Regions from separate parts of the Sus scrofa genome. Here all the other regions are linked to region 2. Evidence: chromatin contacts called from public Hi-C and promoter capture Hi-C data. All regions are on one chromosome and are shown on one strand. Each heading gives the region's core, a stretch centred on a gene start, on an enhancer-like site or on the middle of the called end of the contact. The rest is flanking DNA. Distances are from core to core; before and after follow the strand shown.

What was found. Promoter capture Hi-C pulls out the DNA fragments that hold promoters and counts their contacts. Hi-C and Micro-C count contacts between places; a contact is called where the count stands out from the background.
Region 1: a promoter capture Hi-C map of fetal liver shows a contact between it and region 2, with 3 times the contacts expected there. The contact joins the enhancer-like site here to the promoter of DNAJC1 in region 2. A contact is called at or near these places in 2 of 5 promoter capture datasets (fetal liver and liver), 4 of 47 Hi-C or Micro-C datasets (brain, embryonic fibroblasts, heart right ventricle and 1 more) and 2 of 2 datasets of contacts at active chromatin or transcription factors (alveolar macrophages and skeletal muscle).
Region 3: a Hi-C map of alveolar macrophages shows a contact between it and region 2, with 2.5 times the contacts expected there. The contact joins the promoter of BMI1 here to the promoter of DNAJC1 in region 2. A contact is called at or near these places in 3 of 5 promoter capture datasets (fetal liver, fetal skeletal muscle and liver), 11 of 47 Hi-C or Micro-C datasets (alveolar macrophages, brain, embryonic fibroblasts and 7 more) and 2 of 2 datasets of contacts at active chromatin or transcription factors (alveolar macrophages and skeletal muscle).

Annotation. Positions count from the first base shown.
Region 1 is chr10:52,481,988-52,485,142 of Sscrofa11.1, reverse strand. No RefSeq gene overlaps it. Among named protein-coding and RNA genes, the nearest start is that of SPAG6, 88 kb to the left of the region's middle. Within about 2 kb of position 1,847, at least 57 of the 83 cell types and tissues checked have an H3K27ac peak or open chromatin away from gene starts, as enhancers often do. A contact at or near this core is called in brain, embryonic fibroblasts, fetal liver and 1 more, where this site is marked.
Region 2 is chr10:52,861,076-52,864,566 of Sscrofa11.1, reverse strand. It overlaps DNAJC1 (dnaJ homolog subfamily C member 1), which reads right to left and starts at 1,754. Exons shown (of 12, transcript XM_005668160.2): 1 at 1,234-1,754. The coding sequence starts at 1,431.
Region 3 is chr10:52,594,817-52,597,973 of Sscrofa11.1, reverse strand. It overlaps BMI1 (BMI1 proto-oncogene, polycomb ring finger), which reads left to right and starts at 1,820. Exons shown (of 10, transcript NM_001285971.1): 1 at 1,820-2,053. COMMD3 (COMM domain-containing protein 3) reads left to right here. Exons shown (of 8, transcript XM_005668159.3): 8 at 207-583. The coding sequence ends at 266.

The DNA of each region.
Region 1 (3,155 bases), core at 598-3,097, 380 kb after region 2:
TTTAAGCTTCTACATGTTTTAAAACATACACGTGCCTGTGCTCTAGGAATTTACTCTTGAGAGGAAATAGCACTAGAAACCAATAAATGGAAAAACAAAATTTTAATCTTCTATAACTCATTCAGAGGCATGTATATATAAATTTATGTATTTAGACTTGGTCTCAACTGGTTGTGTTTTAAAGTAGCAGTTCAGGGCTAACAGGACAGTATGCCAGAGCCAAAAGTAATCTTAATTTTGTTATTGTGACTGTGAAATTTTCAGTAAAGCACAGACTGAAGGCCCAAATGCTGCTCAAGGATTACCTAGAAAGGAGAGCCTGAGGCCAAGTTAAAGTGCTAAGATTTTATTAGGAGGTGCAATCCCAGGGCATCAAGGGTGAGGGGAAAGGCAAAGGAAAGCAAATGGAAAGCGGTGCTTCACTGAGCTGAAAACAACTTCACAAGAAAGTAAAGCTGACCACTGCCCAGTCCCCTAGGACAGCTTCCAGGCAAGCTTCGGGGAACCATCACCACCAGCTGCCTGTGGACAGAAGGGTTTAAAAGCTTGCTATTTCTTGCTCTCTTCTTCGCTTGCTCACTTTGGCGCATGCTGGCCACATTGGGCTCCAATGCCCCACTCTTCTGGGTGTGCCTCCTGATCTTCCAGGCAATTGTTAGGGAGACAAGAACAAGGTTTTCTACCTGACTCTGGGACTGGTGCGAGGAGCCATCAGAGGCTGGGTGTGGGGTAGGCATGCCTAAATCTGATCCTCACCTGCGGGAGGCTGTGGACAGAAGCAGCCCTGGACGTGGAGGTTAGGCCTCTGCCTTGAGCTACATACAGGCTAAGACCACGCGGAGATGGGACTGACCGAACCAGGGAGGTGCATAAGCCAGGTCTGGTCCAGGGCACCCTTCTAGGCCCTGATCTATTCCTAGTGCGGCTGTTCTCTGATTCTTATGGGAGGCGGAGCCACTCAATTCAGAGATGGCATACAATTTAGCTCTCAGATTTTTTAAGTGTATTTCCCACCAACCTGTCTGTTCTATGTTCCTCTATCACCCTTACCCACTACCTTAACTCTCTCTTCCACAATATTTTTTGAGGTGTAATTCACATATAATAAAATTCACCCATTGAAGACTACAGAGCGTTGAATTTTGGTAGCTGAGTATGTCCTGTAACAACCATTCCTATTCAAGGCATGGAATTGTTCTTTCGCCCCCAAATCCTCCCTCCTGCTCCTTGGCCTTCCATCTTCTCGCTTTTTTCACCCTCTCCGGCAACTGCTTTCATCACTTTTGCTTCTTCCAGATTTTCAGATGAACACAGACTAAGGTCTTTTGTGTTTGCCTACCTCCGCCCCCAGCATTTTTTCAGATCCATCTATGTTGCTGCATGTATGAACACTGGGTTCTTTTTCACTCCTCGCTCTATTTTGGAGAACTTACTCCGTGTGCATTTTACCTGCATTCGCTCACTTGGAGTCCTCACAACCACCCAGTTTCACGACACCGGACCTGATGCTCGGAGCGCCTGAAGGGGAGCTTGGGGAGGGGGGGACTCCGGGCCGACTTGGGTCAGTCGGGCCGCCGCGCACGCCGTAGTCCGGAGCCCGCCCCGCGGCACCTGCTGTCCAGCTAGGGGTACACGTGGGGCCTGGCCGTGTACGACAAACCGCCCGGAACCGAGGCCCCGCCGGGACGCCTGCGAGGCCGGAGCCGTCGCCCCCCGCACCGCATCCTGGCCGCTCCTACCGCCGCGGGCCTCCAGGGCCGCCTCCCCGCGCGGGGCAGCCCCAGGGCTCCCGCCAGGAGCGGAGGCGGGGCCGCGGGCGGGGGGCGGGGGAGCTCGTTTCCGCGGACGCGTCACGGCGCCCGGGCGTCTCACCGCGCGCCGCCCGCCGTTTCCCTCCGCGCGCGGACGGCGCTACTTCCCGCAGGCCCCCCCCCCCCCGCCACTGAGGAGCGGAGTCGTGCGTGAGGGGAGCGCGGGCCCTTCGTTCTCCAGCCGCCGCCCGACGTGGCCGCCGCGTCCTTGCCGCTGCATCGGAACCAGCGAGAGGAGTGGTTCCGAGTCTCTTTCTCCCCCTCCGCAGCCGCCTCGCCACAGCAACCCGCGGAGACTGACTTGAAGGACGCGATGGAGACAAAGATGCCGGGGCTCTGCCCTGCGGCGAGGAGCGGCCTGCCCGCAGCTATTGTCTGTCTGCCTGACGGGAGCGGCGGCTCTATTTTTCTTCTTCCGAACGTGGTGCTTCGGCAGCAGCAGCAGAGAGACTGACAAGGAGGCTTTGTCTCCGGAAAAAGAGCTGTTGCGAAACGGCGCCTCCTGAATGGCCGCCGGGCCGCCCTCCGCGGGCTCCGCCGGCGACGTTTTCCATGTCAATTAAAGCCGGAAAGCCTGCTCCTTCCCTCCCGACGTTTTCTTTCCGTTTGGAGTCTTGGTGTCTGAGTCGTAGAGGGCCGCCCTCCGCTTGAACTGACTCCATCTCCTTTACTGTGGTAGCGATTGTGAAAATTGTTGAGGACCGAGTTCTCTTTGGGCCCTTTTAGAACGTCTCTTCTTTTCCTCTCTCAGAGGGAAGTGGACTGAGAAGCTGGCGGTGGGCGATGCTCACGCAGACTCACAGCCCCGAAATGCCTTTCGCTGAGTCCCACCTGACGCGGGCTGAGGAGAGGGCTGTTGGGGGTTCAAGTTATTTGGGGATCCCGTTATTTTGTGATTTTAATGAATATCCCGTGAAACTGCCTGATCAGAGAAAGTGGAAGGCGATTGAGTCTCAGAAAGGGGCTTCCAGTCCGCTAAGCGGGCGTCTATTGTCTGGTTACACAACAGCCCACAGTGACAGAAAAGAGCAAAGGAGATTTTTTGTGGGCACTGAAGTCAGGCTTGGGCTTGGCGCTTGTGACCGCCGATCTGCCATGCTCCTCTTTTGTCTCTCTTCCTAGTGTTTCTTACCACCTGATAATGTTGCATATTTTACGTATTTGTTTTTTAGTTTCTCTCTCCCACATAACCTCTGAGAGCTGGGAGTCGTTTGGTCCCTGTGTTTCTCTAGAGCCTAGCACAGTGCCTGGCCAGGTACTGGGGGCTTCGTAAATATTTACCAACTCAGTGAGTACAAAACACACATGGAACATATTATTTAAAGGCATTCTGAGAAAAACACC
Region 2 (3,491 bases), core at 505-3,004:
TAATTGTTTGCACATAAGAATCTGAAGTGTGAAATGCTTAAACTCCCTTTAACTCTTACAAAATTGCAGTTTGTTAAAATCATGATGCCATGGCAACAGCAGTTTTATATTCAACTACATTTAACTGAAAAGTAAAGTTCCGTTTAGTGTTAAGCTCAACAGTTCACACAAAGTTATGATAAACTGTAAGGGGGAAATATACTGTGAAGTGTGCCTCGAATGACAACTGTTGGTAAACCTTAGTTTGTCTGTCTCCCCCCCACACCCATAACTATTCAAAGCATTTTATGCAGGGCTCAATCAGCTCATGTGAAACTCTTTCACCCCATATTCGTTCAATCAGTGAAAAGGCATCTTCTTGTCAGGAGGATTCAGAGACGGAATATCCACTCTCATTCACCACTCCCGGGGTGTAAGCAGAGTAACAAACGGATGTTACCAGTTAAAGTCTCAAGCCAAAAAGAACGAAACGAAAGGAAAAGAAAAAGACAAAGATCCTGCGCTACTGGTCGGGCTTCTCTTGCCGGAGCCCCCCAGGTGCCTCCACCGTCCCGGAACACTCGAGAGCTCCTTCTACGAATTCCAGGACCAATACCGCAGGGGTTTCAAGTTTCTCCAGATTTCTAAACTGTGCTACAAACCCTATCCAACAGGCTAAATAGATTCCAAACTTAGGCAAGAACGAACAACTTCTGCCATCCAGACACCAACCAAAATGCATTCCCACCTTCCCGGAAAGGCAGAGGAAAGGAGGCTGCTACAAGACAGATAAGTGCAATTGGGAAAATGAAAATTTAGAGACACGACTACTCTTTCCCACATTCACGCGGCAGGAAAGGAAAGAGTAAAAGATTTACCCACGCCACTCTTCCTTGTTCCTCCAGCAAAGCTTGGCGCAAAAATCTCCCCAGAATGGCAGAGAAAAAGAGAAGGGTCCCTACCCCAGGCTGGTGGCACCTCCAGCCTGTCACTGAGACCGGAACTTGAGAAGGGGAGCCGGGCGGTGAGGAATTGGGGAAGGCAGGCCATTCCCTCTGAGGCTGGTTACGAGGAGACCCCGGTGGGTCGGACTGAGGACGGCAGCCGAACCCGGGATGGCCAAGTCTTGCCCCGCATGCCCGGCTCCCGCGGAGGAATCGGGGTCACAGTCCGCCCCACCCCCTCCTTTCCGCCGGGACCGGCAGGTTTCTGTCCCAACGCGCAGCCCTCGGGCGGGCGGGTGGCCCCGCTTACCTGCTGCACCCCGAGGAACTGGTAGAAGTTGAGCTGCACCTCCTCCACCAAGTCAAACAACTCCAGGTCTCCGCTCTCCCAGCCGCGCGCGGGGCCCGCGGCCGCCAGCAGCAGCAACAGCAGCGGCGGCGGGAACGGCAAGAGCCGGAGCCGGCGGCGCGGAGGAAGCCGGGCCAGCCGGGAGCAAGGAGCCGTCATCGCGCCGGGCTCGGAGAGGTCACCCGCCGCGCAGCGCCGTCGGCCGAGACCGGGGACGTGGCGGACAGCGCGGGCTGTGGAAACAGTGCCTTTCAGTTAGGAGCACCGGCAGCCGCCGCGAAGTCGCCCGCCCCACGGCCGGTCCTGGATGGAGGGCAGGGGCGGCGGGAGCGGACGGACACAGCGGCGGGAGAGCGGGAGGGGCCGCGGTCAGCTCCACCCTTCGCGGACCCTTACCCTTCACCCAGGCCTACAGACAGCTGGAAAGCCAGCGCCGGGAGCTGAGGTTGCTCGGGGGAGAGGCTTCCCCTCGCCTCAGCCTATCCCAGGCCTCGCTTCCGGTGACATCACGTCTCCTAGCAACCTCCGGAGAGGGGGCGGGGCCGGAAGTAGGGAAGCCGGTGCCCCAGACCTGGGCCTTGGAGAAGTGCCTCTCGTCGTGGCGCGCTGGAGAAGTTCTACGTGTATTGACACAGATTAAGAGACGTGGGTAGTTGTGGACATCGCACATCTACCTGGAACATCCCAAGTATCTTTGAAGCAGCTACTTTCTTACGCTACCAAAACTAAAAGCACGTTTGAGGACTGATTAATTGATTACAGCCTCTGTTGCATACATTTCAATATTCCATCTGCAAAGAGAAGGAACTGAACGCAGGGCCTAAAAGGGGCAGATCTACAGAATAAAATATCCTCTTGAGAGAGGTGAAGAAGACATTAAATTTGAACCAAGACAAAAAGTAAACTTCTAATTATGAATTAAGGTTTACAGGCATAATACCATAAAACAGGTAGCCTGATAGAAATTAATTAGAAATTAATAAACCTGGCTAAGTCATTAAGTCACACAGTCTTAAGGGAAGTGTAGTGTATCCATTTCAGCAGCTTTCCAACTGGGGTTCCTTTCCCAACTGATGTCTGTTTTTAAAGACATTAGGCTAAAAACCCCCACTCTTTCCCATCAGTGTCTCACTTCCCACTCTATTTTTAAGTCGTTTTTTTTTTTTTTTCTTCCACGACTATCGCTTTCTCTTATGTCAATCTTATTTTCTTCAAAGCTTTCTCACATTTCTCCTTTCTGACTCCCTACTCTTGATAAGGAAGCAGAAGGGAAGGAAAAAATGCTGTATAACTCAGGATGCTTGACCAGTTTTGAGTTTGATCTTATGCTTTTCCCTTCTGAGATTCCACCAGCTGAATTTAGTTCCATGGGATAATGATAAAGCTACTTTTGCTCTCATGGCAAGAATATATTATGTTTGACAAAGTTTACAAAAACAGCATCCAGGAAGTAAATCTTACTGAAGAAATCCTTCTATTATTGCAGTTTTAGATGTATTTTTATTTATTTATTTTTGTCTTTTTGACTTTTCCAGGGCTGCTTCTGACGGCATATGGAGGTTCCCAGGCTAGGGGTCTAATCGGAGCTGTAGCCACCGACCTGCACCAGAGCCACAGCAACGTGGGATCCGAGCCTCGTCTGCAACGTACACCACAGATTACAGCAATGCCACATCCTTAACCCACTGAGCAAGGCCAGGGATCGAACCTGCAACCTCATGGTTCCTAGTCAGATTCGTTAACCACTGAGCCACGAAGGGAACTCCCTAGAAGTATTTTTAAATAGTTATAAATGAATGCAAGTGTATCTTGCTTAAAAGTAATATATACACTTGAAGTCATCCCATTTTATCTTTTTAAGGGTGCACCTGCAGCATATGGAAGTTTCTGGGCTAGGGGTCGAATCAGAGCTGCAGCTGCCAGCCTACACCACAGCAACACCAGATCTGAGCTGCCTCTGTGACAGCTTGTGGCAACTACGGATCCTTAACCCACTGAGGGGGGGCAGGGACTGAACCCACATCCTCACAGAGACAAAGGTGGGTCCTTAACCCACTGAGCCACAACAGGAACTCCTCATCCCATTTTAAATTCAACATAAGGCTTAACTTTCAAAGATATAGAAGCAGAGGTGTCTTGGTCAACTTGGGCTGCTATAACAAAATACCATAGACTGTGTGGTTTAAACCACAGACATTTATTTCTCACAGTTCTGGAGA
Region 3 (3,157 bases), core at 571-3,070, 270 kb after region 2:
ATCTGAGGGCAAGTAGCCCATTTGAAGATAAGATATTTTTAGAGGAAAACCTTCTTTTGATAGTGGTTTGTCAAAGATTTAAAATCTTTATCAGTTTTAAATTTGTTTACAAAGTACCTCCCGACTTTTTCCTTGCATCTTTCTCAAACTTGCATACTTCTTTCTTGTGTTTATGCTAAAAACGTGCCATCATATACCTCTTTCAGGACTTAGTAGGAAAACTTAAAGATGCTTCGAAAAGCCTGGAAAGAGCAACTCAGTTGTAACTTGGGGAAGTTAAAGATCTGCCCGGGTCTAGAGAAAGACCAGGAACGCCTTGCCATCCGCCGAACCACCATTTGTGCGAGCTGGATGTATTCCTTTTCAAGAGAATAAATTTTTTCTTTTTGATTTCTGTCACTCAACAATTTTGACACTACTTTTTTTTTTACATGTGTGAAAGGGTTGAGAGGGACATTCTGCCTAAGTATATGAATCGTCTTTAGTATTATTCGTACATTGATCCCACTTGATTTTTTCAAGTCTTACAAGAGGAAGCAGACAGTATTACATTTTGAATAAATAAGTTGTTCCCACAAAAAGAGTGGTGAGAGTTTGGATTTGAGTTTGTTAATTATTACTCTGAGGACATAGACACGACTGGCGTTAACTTTTAACGATCGCCTTTTCTCAGGATCTAAGTTAAACACAGTGGGAAAGGATGCGATCTCCGGGGGCGGCTTTGCTTCAAGACCCCAGCTTCGGGACGTGGGGAGCAGGCGCGGTCGCCCCGCGGCGGGAGCCGGCCGATCCCGTTACCTGCGCCCGAGGGTTCGCCCGAAGCCCGACCCTCGCACGCGGAGCTCCGGAGGCCCGACCCGGCCGGTCCCGCGCCGAGCCCCTGCCCGGAGCGAGCGGCTGCCCGCGCGCGCCCCGCCTCGGCCACTGGCGGGCGGGGAAGGGGGCCGGCGCGGCCGCGGGAAGACTGGGGCGGGCGCTGTTGTTTCCGCGAGCCCAACTCAGGCGCAGGTTCCGCGCCGCCGGATTCTGGGCCGCAGCCCGTGGGGCCGGTGGGGCCAGGCGGGGGGCGGCGGCTCGGCGGGAGCCCGGGGACGTGTGCGCCGCGGGCGGAGGCGGGCGGCGAAAGAAAGAAATAACGGGGGGTGGGGTGGGCTGAGCTGCGTGCGGGGCCGGAGCGATGCCCGCGCCGAGAGCTGGGTGGCGCGGGTGGCGCTGTGGAGAAATGTCTCCGCAGCCAGCGCCGCCGCGCCGAGCGAGGGGGAGGGGGCCGGGTAGCGCTGCTCCGAGGGGAGGGGGCGGCCGCGGGCCCGACTACACCGACACTAATTCCCAGGCCGCCCTTAAGGAATGAGGGGAGCACGTGACCCGGAGGGGGGGCGGCGGGGGGAGGGGGCGGGCGGACTCTGAGCCATTTTGGAGCCGGTGTCAGTTTCCACTCTGCCTTCAGCAGTGCTTTTTTTTTTTTCCACCATCCCCTCCCCCCTCCTCATCCTTCCTCCCCTCCCCCCCGCCGCTCCGCACGCACACACACGGCGCCCCCCCACCCGCCCTCCTCCCCCCACGGCAACTATGAAATAATAATCGTAGTATTAAAGGCAGAGATCGGGGCGAGACAATGGGGATGGTGGTGAGGGAGCCCCGATCCGGATTAGAAACACCTCCCAGCCCCGCAGAATAATACTGATCGCGCCCCCTCCGCGCGCTCCCTCCCCCGAGTGAGGAGCGGGAGGAGGCGGCGGCGGCCGAGGAGGAGGAGGAGGAGGCCCAGGAGGAGGAGGCGTTGGAGGCCGAGGAGGAGGAGGAGGAGGAGGCCGCGGAGGAGGAGGAGGCCGAGGCGGAGGAGGAGGAGGAGGAGGCCGGGCTCGGGAGGCAGCATGAGCCGAGCGCGGCGGCCGCCGCTCCTCTCGGCTGCGCTCGTTGCCCATTGACAGCGGCGTCTGCAGCTCGCTTCAAGATGGCCGCTTGGCTCACATTCATTTTCTGCTGAACGACTTTTAACTTTCATTGTCTTTTCCGCCCGCTTCGATCGTCTCTCGCCGGCTGCTTTTTCCGGGTACGTAGGAGGCTAGGCGCCTCCGGGACGGGGCCTGGGGGCGGCGGGGGCCGTGCGGGGCTCGGGCCGGCCGCGGGTGGACCGGGAGCGGCCCCCCCGCGTCTCGCCCGCGCCGGCCGGGAGGGCGCTGACAGCGTGGGCGCCGAGCCCCGCGCCGCCGCCCGCCGGCCCCGCGCGCCGCCCGCGCCCGCGAGCGCGCGCCCGCCGCCGCCCGCCGACTCCCGCGGCGCCGGGACCGACCCGCAGCCCGCGCCGCGCCGCCGCCGCCAGCCGGCCTCGGCGCCGCTCCAGCCGCCGCCCGCTCCAGCCCGGACGCGCCGCGCGCGGCCCCACGTTTTAGTTCCTTTCTCCCCCGAGCGCCCCTCTACACCCTCGCGACGCACATGGCCCCCGAGAAGAACACTTCTATTTGCAGCCTCTGCGGCTCTCCCGGCCACGGCGCCCTTTGTTGAGAGGTAGATTTTGATGAAACGGGGACGGGTGCCTGAAATCGGGAGCTGCTTGGGTCAAGTGGCTTCCCTCCTCTCCCGAAGAAAGGGCTTTGGAGGGGTTTTAACAGCCAGAGAACGCCCCCATTTTATAGGGACGGGTTGCGTGGGGGGCAGCGATCCCGCTAAGGTGGATGTTAGACTGGAGAGAGCCCGAACAAAAATGTTATTAACTTAAGTTGGAGGGACACTTGTGTGAAATTAGATGGCTTGTAAGATGGCGGTTCCCAGTTGTTTCCTAGGTCTCCTGCATTTGTGTTTAAAATGGTAAAGTTTTCAAGGTGTTATTTGTTGGGAGTCTCGGATAAGTCCTCCAAACACTACTTGGGACGTGCTCACTGGGAAGTGGGCATTTCAAATTTGGAGCTTTTTTTGGAGTGATGATGGTGAGTGGACGTTAGTCTTGCAAGAGGTTTCCTCTCTTTCTTTCTTTTTTCTTTTTTTCCCCCCTCTCAAAGACTATAGTTTTTCTTTCAACCTCTAGTATGGGATGCACCCAGAACCATTACTTAAGTCCACAACGTTTCATAGGTTTTGCTAAATGTCAGCATGGGTCATGTGGTGAAGAGATGCTTTGGAAAATGAGCACTAAAAAGTTGATGGCATATGTTTACGC